Regions from separate parts of the Sus scrofa genome. Here regions 1 and 3 are each linked to region 2. The links are chromatin contacts, called in public HiChIP or PLAC-seq and promoter capture Hi-C maps. All regions are on one chromosome and are shown on one strand. Each heading gives the region's core, a stretch centred on a gene start, on an enhancer-like site or on the middle of the called end of the contact. The rest is flanking DNA. Distances are from core to core; before and after follow the strand shown.

Region 1 (4,048 bases), core at 556-3,055, 540 kb before region 2:
GTCTAACCGGACCTACGCCAGAGCCACAGCAGCGTGGGATCCGAGCCACGTCTGCAACCTACACCACAGCTCATGACAATGCCGGATCGTTAACCCACTGAGCAAGGCCAGGGATCAAACCCACAACCTCATAGTTCCCAGTCGGATTCGTTAACCACTGAGCCACAAAGGGAACTCCAATAGAGACACGACTCTAACTCAAGAGTCTCAACTCACCCCCCCAACCACTGAGTGTTTAATATAATATGATGATAATGTATACATTAAATTTATCTGGTCTTTCTCCTTTGTAATTTCATTGTCAGTTTCACATAAGACTCTGTTGAGATAATGAATCACAGGCCAGTTTTCCAGTACTGGCAACTTGTGCACCAATATTTTCCATGGACAAAATCCACTTCCAATTTGCCCACAAGCAAACTTCATGTTTGTATCTTCTGACATCAGACTATTGGATATACTACAAAAGTGCAACAGAAGCCACACATAAACACTCATGAGAAAAGTCAGAAGGCTTTCGTGATAATTATGTTTTCAGAATTCTAACAGGCAACTACCTACTTCCCTCCATGTACAAGAAAATGTAAATGTATTTTTAAAAATCCCTTAAGTTTCCAGTACCAAACATTCAGACCCTGAAATCAGTTTCCAGACAGCACTGAAATCTGTCAGGCAAGCAAAAGTTCTCCTTACCATTAGCAATAATGAGGATGGCATTTCTCATTACTTACATGAAACCCTCAAGTCTGCAAGTGACCATCTAATTTTGGTACATTTCTAAGATAATCCTATCTGAGTGTACAAGGAGAATACACAAGCACCTGGACCCAGAAACAGACCCTGTCAGACCAGTCCCCTAACACCCGGCCACCTCCTGCTAGCCGGTGGCCCCTTTCCACATGCTGACGCACTGCCCAGCCCTGCACCGTTGGCGACCAGTGCAAAGTACTAGCCCAGTCTCAGAAACTTTGACTCAGTTATCAGGACACTGAGCACATACAACCTGGACAGGGGTTGTTTGACATGGCCAGGCGGTCAACTTTGAAGCGGGGCATTTCTTGCAGGTAGAGATCTGCCCAGGACGCAGCCCATCCCAGACTGCAAAACCACAAGCATCAACAGCAAGAGCGGAGCAAAGTGCCGCCGGGCGGAGACAGGCGGAGCGCGAGGGCGAGACCAGGTCAAGAACACATGTCTGAATGTGGGTAAGAAAATCCTAACCACTCGCCCCCGGACGTGGGGCTGCTGGGACTTCGAACCCGGCAGCAGCCACAGTGCAGCAGCGGGCGGCAGCGGCGGAGGCGGCGACAATGTCAGGAGGGCACAGCTGAAAGCGAGCACCCGTCACCACCCGCCCCAGGTGAGGGGCGCCGACCCAGCCTGCCGCCTGCCTGCTCGGGCCGCGGGGGGCGGCCACCGGGAGAACGGCGATGTCGGGGAAGCGACCGACAATCCTAAACCCTCCTCCCGAGTCCTCTCGCATCCCGTCCCGGGCCCGGCCCCCACCACAATCCTCCTCCGGCTCAGCCCCAGGGACAACACCCCCAGCCGGGCCGGCGGCTCCGGGCCGCCCGTCCGCCCACCGGCCCCTAGGAGGCCGCCCTCGCCTCACCTCCTCACGTCTCCGCGGACAGGGCCGGAACAACTCTACCAGGCGCTCGAGTCCCACCCGCCGCCCCGCGCTCTGCGGCCGGGCCCGTCCCGTTCACTCCACAGCCGCCGGAGCCCTAGGAGGGCGGAGGGAGTAAGGCGGAGGGAGCGGAGTGGGGAGGGGAGGAGGACCGCCCGGCAGGAAGAGGCGAGGGAGGGGCGGGCCGAGAAGGAGGAGGAGGGTCGGGAGCGCGCGCGTCCGGGCCCCTCGGCGCGGCGTGCGCGCTCCTGAGGGCAGAAGCACCTCCTCTGCTCAGGGCGGTGGGCGCGCATGCGCACACATGTCTCCGCCTGGCCGAGATTTCGCTGGTGCAGGGGAGAGAAGAGCTGGCAGACCTGGGTTGTTAGGGGTAGGGACCTGGAAAGCGGCAAGAGGCGCTCGCCGCGCTTCAGAGCCTTCCGGAGAGATAACTGCGCCCGTGAACCAGCCCGTGCTGGCTCGAGCCCCGAGCGACCTGGGCCGAGTTTCTGCCCAGAAGTTACTGAGCTCTTAGATAATTCTGAGTTTAAGGCAGTTGTGTTCTTGCTCATAAAGCCTGGTTTACAAATATTTTCAGTCTTAATGTCCCGTAATCCTCAGAGAAGTCAATTTAAAGAATGCTACCTTTTCTCACCAGTTTCTTGTCTTCGCCTCTTTCAGTGTCTTGTGTACTTAGGAAGCACCACCTTGCTGGTTCGTTTTGTGGGACTCCGGGGAGACTGAATAAGAAAATATCCTGCGAGTAAGGAACTGGAAACATGTATTTATGAAGAAAATGTACCCTCATTTGCACCTTTTTATCCTTTAGGGTAATAAATTGGGGGTACAAACTATTAAAGATAAAAATAAGCCAACTCGTTTTCATCTACTAGTATTTACTGATCCTTCAACTCTGAACATCCTCCTTCCTAGATCCTGCAGCCAGAAATGACCAGGAAATTTTCCAAATTTCCTCAGCACTTTGTTACTATACATTTGTGTCACCTAATATATTCAGCTTTCTCTAGGGAAATCTGTGCAAAATTTTCTCCCACTAGAGAATCTTTGAGAACCTGCTTCATTCATTTTTAATCTTCCATCATGCCTAGTATAGTGTCTGACCCATAGAAACTACTCCATAAATGTTATCATACACTGAAGCCAGAGTTAAGTGCAGGTCCAATGGTTTCCGTTCTAGAATGGCTTCTTTGGTTTAAAATTCTCCCTTTGTCCCACTTCATTTCTCCTGTACTCATTTCCCTACCTAAGTCCAAAAGCCACCCTGAGAAATGTGTCATTTGTCCAAAGAGCCTTCTCAAATTCTACACATGCACACACACACCTACCTTTTTCCTAATTTAAATGTCTGTAGATGCCAGGACATATCAAGAATATCACATCTATTTTGTGTTTCCCCCACCTTGCCAGAAAGTCCTTTAACCTCCTGAGAGTCTACCTAGCTCTGGACCTCAATAAATGCTAAACTTTTGATATTTAATAAAGTTAAGGTTAGAATAACTCAATTCATCTGTGTTTATTAATAAATAAGCCAACAAGTAGATTCTAAGTCTCTGCTAAATAAATTACTATTAAACTTAACTCTGGGCACCATAAGAAAGACAACAGATGAAAAAGACATAGTTTCTGCCTTCTGATACCTGCTAACTGAAAAAAGCTTTCTGGCAAAAAGGGCAACACTCTTGGGAGTTCCCGTCGTGGCTCGGTGGAAACCAATCTGACTAGTATCCATGAGGACGCAGGTTCAATCCCTGGCCTCCATCAGTGGGTTAGGGATCCGGCGTTGCTGAGATCTATGGTGTAGGTCACAGACATGGCTGTGGCTGTGGCATAGGCCGGCAGCTACAGCTCCAATTGGACCCCTGGCCTGGGAACCTCCACATGCTGAGGGAGTGTCTCTAAAAAGAGAAAAAAAAAAAAAGGAAAAGGGCAATACTCTTATAATTATCTACACTCAATAAGAACCTTAGCTCCCAGAAAAGGAAATATATGTTTAAATCATAAGTCCAAAATAAGTTTAGTGTTCCCAAAATTCAGTTCCATATGCCTTTGGCAGCAATAATAATATCCACCATTGGCTGTTGCCAGTTAATTCTATTAAAGCGGAGCATAATAGCTAAGTCACTACTATAGGATCATTGATGTGACAGCTTGCTACAAAAAAAAAAAAAAAAGAACTCTGTTCCAGGGCCACATGTTACACCTCTAATCTCCAGGGGTCATTCTGTAAACCTGACCTCGTCCTCATAATAGAACTTGGATAAGAGATGTCATAAGAGAACCTAAATAAGAGACAGTGAAGGTGATTTGGTACAAGCTCATCCTCACAACCAGGAAAACAGTTCTAAGTACAGGCCAAAGAACTACGAACAAAGCATTCTTCATATAATGTGCGCTGCTCACGTCTCTCGCCTCTGTGAC
Region 2 (3,780 bases), core at 845-3,344:
AGTGTTCGAAATTATTTTAATTTTTTACTCCAAAACACAACTGGATCAAAAATGGATCACCTGGATTGAGATCACCTTAAGAATGGAGTTTGGAAAAATTATATTAGGAAAAAAAAAATCCATTATAATGATATAAAAGGCTCAAACTTATTTTTAGGGTAGGGCAGGAAATAGTACTATCCCCTGCCTGGTTTGAGACTGACTTGTATATTATTTGTTTATAAATGCAGATATTTTTCTCTTCTTACTGGTGACTCCCTGAGAAGGCACGCTATTAATCAAATCAAGGTCAAGGCCAATACACAATACTCCCCCTAACCCCCACCAAGTGGGTTAGTTTAAATAGCTACATCATTTATAAATATTGCTACAGTAAATATGCTTTATATTAATAGTTATCTTTAATATATTTAACTCAAGAGTTCTGATAAGATTTTGTTTTATGGGAGGTGAGGGCTGTAGATTGGAGTGGGAAGAAACATTCTCTGAAAATCCTTTGGAGTCTTGGAGAAATACTAATACCTAGATTTCAAGTATGAGACTGGACATAGTCTGTATTTCCGAAGCCCTTCCCTGTCTTTAAGGTCTGAATGTTCCATTTCTCATCCTTTTTCTAGCCTAGTTCTCTTTCAAAAAACTTAGCTTTTCCCTTAATCAGTGGCTGGAAAATGGATTTAAGGAATTTAAAAGGGGGGTGGTTAGGACTAAGTTTAAGAATCTCTCCCAGGTGCTCTGCATGGGTCTGTCCAAGCACTGATTAATCTCATAAACTTTGCCCTCTGTATATACTACATATACCTGGACACTATATAAAAAGGGTACAAAGCAAAGGTCATAAAGCCTTGGACCACAGTGTAGTGGGGCCACTGGAACTCCAGAAACATAACTAGACACATCTGGGCCGTTTCATGTTAAATGTAATAAACTTAAAGTTTGCTTATTCAGGAGCTGTAAAACCACGGTTACACCCATGTACTCCAAGTCATAGTGGTATGATTGCCAGGCTAGATCATGGGTCAGCGATTCGGCAAGGCTACGTGCTGCTGGAAGCATGGCAGATGGGGGAGGGGGCAGTGAGAGGCACGCAGCTATGAAACAAAAGGGTCTACAACTGGGGAGGTGGGGTGCTCCGGTGCCTGCCATGGATCACTGCAACTGAACGACCTCAGGAAGCCCTTGCCTCAAGGTGTTGCAGGTTCTGGAGTGAAGGACACACCCACACACAGAGTGTTCTGGGATCCTCCCAAAGCTGTTATCAAATCATATTGTGGCCACTGGAGCAGGATCAGGGTAAAAAGTCTTTCAGCTACTTACTTGGCAAGCTAGTGGTTTCAAATTTTTTGTGCAAATACCACTGCAGCAAGCAGAACCCTCAGATAACACGCTGGGCCCTTCCTGAACCTTCAGCCAGCAGCAGTGTCCTCTGACTTTGGCCTTGGACACCCACTTTCCCCAGGGAGCAAATTCCAGAACCGAAGGAGGGAGGTGAGACCCTGGGCACAAGTCCCAGGAACTGACCGCAGATGAGGCTCGGCTCCTGCCTCCTCCCTGTTTCGGCTGAACCACGCTACTTGCAGAGTTTAGAAGACAGAATTAAATAGACAACAAACCCTCCTCTGCACTGGCCTGCAGTTCCCAGGACCTGATTTTGTTCCCCTCCCCCTCTCTAAAGCCAGCCCAGCCATGCGGGGGCCGGGAGGCTGGAGAGGATCAAGTGGCGGGCGCATGGCTGACCAGAGGGTCGCCTCCTCTCAGCGGCGATCTGTCGCCGCGGGGCAGGGCACATAGGAAAGGCACGTGCAGGAACCGGTGCCGGGAGGAGGCGGGCGGCAAGCGGTGGAGGACGGAAGGGAGAAAAAGGGGAAGGCACCTCCGAGTCCGGGCGTAACCCAGGGCAGGGCGACAAACTGGCCACTTACGAGTCTCCCAGAAAGTCGTGGAAACGGATGCGGCCGATGGTAGTATTGGCTTCGAAGTTGGGAGCCTCGTCCCCGAGAAGCAGACCTCCGGGCATGGCGGCAGCAGTGACGCGGGAAGATGAAGAAGCCCAGCAGCGACAGCTAACGGATGGCTGGTTCTAGCCTTGTAGGTGTTGCGGGGAGGAATAAATGGGGCTTCAAGGGGCGGGGCGGGACGGGACAGGAGGGAGCAAGGTGGGCGGGACCAAAGCACAGCCAAGATGGGCGGGGCCGCGGCGGGCGGGAGGGGCGGGGCCAGGCCTTGGCGGGGTGGGCGGGGCCCACGCTGGCGGGCGCGGTAGGAGAGGCCGGAACTGGCGGTAGTCTGAAGCAGGGCTGGGACAGAACAGCCCTGGGCGCGGTCCAACACCTCGCCAGGCCTCTAACCTGCCAGGATCCCTCACGTGACAGGGGACTCAATGACGTCGCCCTCTGGAATCTTGGGGGTGCGTTCTGGGCATTGGAGGTAAAGGAAGCGGAACGCAATAGGAAGGGGAGCCCCAAGGCTGAGAGCGGCCCTGCGGAGCCGCAAGAATCCGCGGAGACCCTCCTGACACCCATTCACGGTCGACTCCCAGCAGAGGGGTCCCGCGACCCCTCCACTCCCTGCTCTCTTAGTGTGAGCGTCTGGAATCCTGACCGCCCCAGCCAGCCTAGCCATCCTGATTTCTGTATCTGAGAATGTGGCAAGACCCAGACATGTGGGGCACCTTACGTCAGAGGAAGTGGCTTTCTTGTTGCAGCAAAAATGCCAGCACCTATGTCAGTAAGTGCTTGGGGGAATGAGAACAAAGTTTTATTTTTATTCCACTCCCAGAGTTCACTATGAATCATAAGCTATTCAACACAGTTATCCTGAAATCTAAATCTAAATTTAAAAACATATTTGTTGTGGTCTATTGTGTGCAAGTCAACTCTTCCACCCAAGAAAGTGGGAAGTTTAGATTCATTTCTTTGCTTTCTGTGTGCCAAGCACAAGGTAGACAAAATGACTGTATTCTTGGAGCTTTCATTATAGTGAGGGAGGCGTAATTAAACAAGAATATGTTAAACAGTAGTAAATCCTATTCAGAGAAAGTAAGGTTATGTGCCACAGGGTGACTGGGGTGCATCTTGAATTGGATAGTCTGGTCTGAGAAAGCCTCTGGGTTAATGTAGGTAAACTATAAGTGGTTACCATTGTCAGCTGCATCCGTTTCCACAATCATCTTAATTTACATAGTAAGTTCTCTGGCAACAGTAGCTATTATTTGGATGATGATAGTAGTTTATGCAATAACCCTTGCGTTGCCGACTATGTGCTAGGCATTGTGCTAGGCCTGCTGATAACAGAGGAGAGATATGGTTTTACAAGGAAGGCAGAGGTATGTACAGTTATGATAAAAACCTAGCGTAAATGCTGATGGAGTTTGGGTGGAGAAGATGGACCAAAATTACCAAAAATTCTCTGGATGGTGGTCCCCAGACTTAGAGAAGGCACATGGCAGTGTGAAGAAAAATGACTCACATACTAAGATTTCAGTTTTCAGTGGAGTGATGTTTTCGTGTGTATGCGTGCCAATCATATTTGCTCAGTTCTCCTGTACAAGGACTTGTAAGATTACTGGTAAAATTTCTTAGCCATTTTAGAAAACTCTGTGAAGCTACTATAATTTAATCTGTAAACCAGTTTGACTCCAAGCTTTGGTTTTAAAAGCTCTATGCTTTAATTCCTTTTGTAGGGGTGAAAGAGAAGAGGAAAAGGAAGGTAATTTGAATTTAAGGCTATTAACAATGTTGTGGAGATAGGCTAGAAAATGCAGATATGCCAAAATTATGGAGA
Region 3 (3,914 bases), core at 998-3,497, 940 kb after region 2:
TCCAGCATTGCCATGAGGTGTAGTATCGGTGACAGATGCAGCTCGGATCCCATGTTGCTGTGGCTGTGGTTAGCAGCTACAGTTGCCATTCAACCCCTAGCCTGGGAACCTCCAAATGCCACAGGCGCAGCCCTAAATAGACAAAAGAAAAAAATAAATAAAATAAAGTAAAAAGAACAATCATGTTTAAGGGTGGATATATTAAGTCCTGGAGATCACAATGTAGAGAATAAACACAACAATACTGTACGATAATTATCAACTTGCTAGGAGATTAGATCTTAATTATTCCCATCACATACAGAAATTAAGATTTTTGTGACTCAATAGAGGTGCTAACTATTGCTACAATGGAAATCATATCACAATATACAAATGTATCAACATGTTGTACACCGAAATTTACACAATGTTATGTGTCAAATATATTTCAATTAAAAAAAAATCAGAGATCCTGGTGTTTTTAAAACTTGAATGGAAAGTGTAACCTCTTTGCCATATCAACCATTCAGAAAGTGATGAAGAATAACATGGTCTAAAGATGGGCAAAACGAAGGAGAAAGTATAAAGAAAAGATACATAATCTACAAAGAATTTAACAGCCCCCAGAGAAAAGTGGATATGAATACAATGTTTTCCATACCTCAGGTACAAATTTAAATTTAAAATGAAGTAAGTGGACTCATCTATATGCACATTTCAACTTAGTAAGTATAAGGTGAGGTAACATTGGGAATGAAGGCAAGAGGCCAAATTTCTTGTTCTCTAAAATGTCTATCAATCTTCCAATCGAAATTCTTCAGCCAGGCAAGTGTTTTCTTTTCCTCTTATTTATATACTATTTTATGTTAGCAACAACTTCACTGTCTTTGGAAACCATCAGTCACCTACATAAATGAAAAAACTGTTCGTTTTGCAGAAATAAACTAAGCAAGAAACTTAGTTTATCTTGATTTTAATATAACAGCAAATCACTTTTAACTGAAGAATCATCTTTTTGGTCACAAATATCACACATCTTTGAAGAAATTCCCTTGGAGGACAAAATGGATTTTCCAAGTACAGTGGTAGTGATCCTTTGACTGACAAGCTCTTTCTGTCCCTTCAAATCTCTGTGCCAGAGATTAACAGAAACTCCGTAAACTTTATAGACAAAGCACTCTTCCCGCCTTCAAAGGGCAGGACTATCCTTACATTACTAAGGCACAATATCCAAGCCACACCACCAGAAACCACTATGCACACTACACCTAAGACACTCCACTAAACTAACAACTTCCTATTATCTACTCCTTGAAGAATTGCTTCATAACGCCCCCATAAGTATCCAAGTGTGCCCGAGGCCAAAGACCAGGCGAGAAAGGACCAGAAGAACTAGTTCTCATATACTACCTACCTTCATGACAAGTCACGTTTTTAAAATCACAATTCGGGAACCCATCACATCCGACTTGCTTAATGCCCTTACCACACCATGAAGGCAAGTGGCTGGTACTAAGCCCGAGAAACTTACAGCACATTTATCTGAAGACTAGCCGAACACTCCACCGTCTCCAAGCGTCAGGGTAACTGGGTAGGTACAAAACCACCTAGGCACCTTTCTCTCCCACTTAGTTTCTGTGAATTCCAAAATGCACCGTGATAACCTCCGCACAGAGTGCTGCCAGGCCAGTCCGCGGGAGAGTCACAGAGTAATTGGTTTGTCGCTTTCTAGCAGCCTTAGAAACCCGCACCCTAAAAGCCAGGATGATTTGGGGGTGTGACCTGGGCCGCTCCCTCGCCCCCCTCTCCTCTCTCGGGAAACTCCCGAGTTATCGCGGGTACTCACCAGACCAGAGAACACAGAGAGAGGCAGGAGACCAGGGCCAAGGCCCGCCGGTACTTCTTCATCTTTTCCTCCTTCTTTCCCCTGCCAGAAGGCGGCACATCCTCCCGGCAGCCGCCACTGCCGAGGCCAAGATGGAGGAGCCGGAGCAGGAGAGCGAGGATGGAACCGAGAGTCCGAAGGGCTGCGGCGCTGGAGGAGCAGCTCCTGAGCAGCTCGCGCGCTAGCCGCCCTCTCTCAGTGGCCCACGGGGGCGCCGACGGGGGCGCTTCACAGGAAGACTCCGGGGTCTGCCGCTGCTGCCGCGGCCGCCGGCTCGTCCGCGCCCGCCTCCTCCAGCCGCCGCCGCCACTGCCGCCCCATATCCCCCCAGCCCTCCCCGGCTCTCGCTCCGTGCTGCCGGCGACCAACGGCCGCAGCGTACTCGCCTCTCAACAGCCAATCGCCAGCAGGGCCGCGACACCTCACACACCGCTGAGCTGGAAGGAGACGCGTCACCCACGTCCAGCGGCGCTCTCACACCCACCAGGCTCCGCGCGGGCCACGCCCCCTCCGACGTCTCAAGCGGATAAGCCCGTTGTGGGAGGACACAAAGCGCGACAGCCGAGGTTGCCGACGCCCCGCCCACCTCAAATCCCGCCCAATTCAGGAAGTCCGAGAGGAGTCTCCTGACCCTCAGCCTTCTTCCTACCGTGTCCCGCCCCCTCGCCCAGGGCGCGTCGAGTCAGCGCAAGGGCCGTTGGGAGTTGTAGTTTTCCTTCAGGAATCCGCCTTTCCCTTTCCCTGTCCCTCCTAGTATCACTGTTTTGATGAAAATGTGTGTAGTTTCTCTTTCTCACCGCAAGACTGACCAGCTTTCAATTTACACTCAGTTTGCCTCTTTTTACCAAACTTCGTGGAAAGGCTGAGTATGACGGGGTAAAACTATACCAATACAATTTAAAAGGCGTTTTCCCGGTGTCAGTGGGGCGGGCCCATCAAGCTAGATGCTGATTGGTTGGCGGGAGCCGGGGGCGGGGAGGAGGGGGAAGAGTGCGGCAAGATTTCCTCTCATCTGATTGGCTGAAGTGAAGAGTCTTTCGCTTTTTTTCAGCCTCCTGGAGAATTTCCCCGCCGGCTGGATTCCTCTGTTGGGATCTGCTCCCTGGGTCACTATTCTCTGGGATTCGTACTTTGCTTCTGCTGCGGTGGGGCCAGAACGGGAAACTGCCGCTCTTGCTGGGAGAGCACCAAGTCCTGGGTTTCACCGAAAACGGGAAGATGGTCGTGTACATGCGTCTATTGCTGCAGTCCAAAAAAGTGATCGCCTCTCAACCTTTAAAAAGAGCAATGTGCCCACCCCAGATTTTTATGTCACGGAGGCCCCTAAAAGATCTCTCAGAAGCTTGTTTAGGGACCCTCTGCCTGAAAGTCCAAAATGCTTGACTGCTTTTCTTCCCAAGCGCCTCTTGACATAACTCTCGTAAGTGGGCACTAGCTTCTGTTTAAGGAAGAAGACGTCTGGCCTCTGGCCTAATGTGTTCCTTCTTCTATCTCTGGTGATATATTTGTTTCAGACTCTTGACACTAAGAAGAGAGTTAGTCGCTACCGAGGGATATTTCTTTTCTAAAATAAGATGCAAAAATATAACTCAATGGTGTTTCCCTTTTTGTCTTGGCTGTGGGAAACTCAACTATCTTCTCCAGAAAGCAGCCAGACAAAAAGAAGAATGGAGACTCCAATTGTCTGTGCCAAGCAACATGGCTTAATGTTTAGGGTAAAAGGTGCTCAAAGCACGTGTTAGCAAAGCATGAGCCACTTATTCCACATGTGTCCAGGGAAAAAAGACGAAAAATTCCCATCCAACACCTAATTTTGAAGCATGTAACTTCCTTGTAAACCTTCTAAGTTGAATTGAGGGTTGTTACTATATTCCCAGGTAACTGAATGTTTTGACTCATCTAAAATTCTTGATATAAGTCAACTGAATATTATAAAAGTTCTGCAACAGGTGATTTGGTTTAAGAGGCATTCATCCTAAACTAATTTTTCTGGCAATAATTAGCTAACAGTTCCAATGATCTGTTCATGCCACTTTTAGCGTATGAC

What was found. Promoter capture Hi-C pulls out the DNA fragments that hold promoters and counts their contacts. HiChIP or PLAC-seq counts read pairs in DNA pulled down with a chosen protein or histone mark.
Region 1: a contact with region 2 is called in an H3K27ac HiChIP or PLAC-seq map of skeletal muscle, with 2.4 times the contacts expected there. The contact joins the promoter of RABGAP1L here to the promoter of PRDX6 in region 2. A contact is called at or near these places in 2 of 5 promoter capture datasets (fetal liver and liver), 1 of 47 Hi-C or Micro-C datasets (liver) and 1 of 2 datasets of contacts at active chromatin or transcription factors (skeletal muscle).
Region 3: a contact with region 2 is called in a promoter capture Hi-C map of liver, with 5 times the contacts expected there. The contact joins the promoter of SUCO here to the promoter of PRDX6 in region 2. A contact is called at or near these places in 2 of 5 promoter capture datasets (fetal liver and liver), 1 of 47 Hi-C or Micro-C datasets (heart right ventricle) and 1 of 2 datasets of contacts at active chromatin or transcription factors (alveolar macrophages).

What each region holds. Positions count from the first base shown.
Region 1 is chr9:116,400,175-116,404,222 of Sscrofa11.1, reverse strand. It overlaps RABGAP1L (rab GTPase-activating protein 1-like), which reads right to left and starts at 1,805. Exons shown (of 26, transcript XM_021102607.1): 1 at 1,613-1,805.
Region 2 is chr9:115,855,943-115,859,722 of Sscrofa11.1, reverse strand. PRDX6 (peroxiredoxin 6) reads right to left here and starts at 2,094. Exons shown (of 5, transcript NM_214408.1): 1 at 1,920-2,094. The coding sequence starts at 2,014. It also overlaps a transcript of TNFSF4 not described here.
Region 3 is chr9:114,915,290-114,919,203 of Sscrofa11.1, reverse strand. SUCO (SUN domain-containing ossification factor) reads right to left here and starts at 2,247. Exons shown (of 25, transcript XM_003357538.4): 1 at 1,829-2,247. The coding sequence starts at 1,890. LOC102164985 (a long non-coding RNA gene) reads left to right here and starts at 2,408. Exons shown (of 3, transcript XR_001299035.2): 1 at 2,408-2,733; 2 at 2,919-3,287.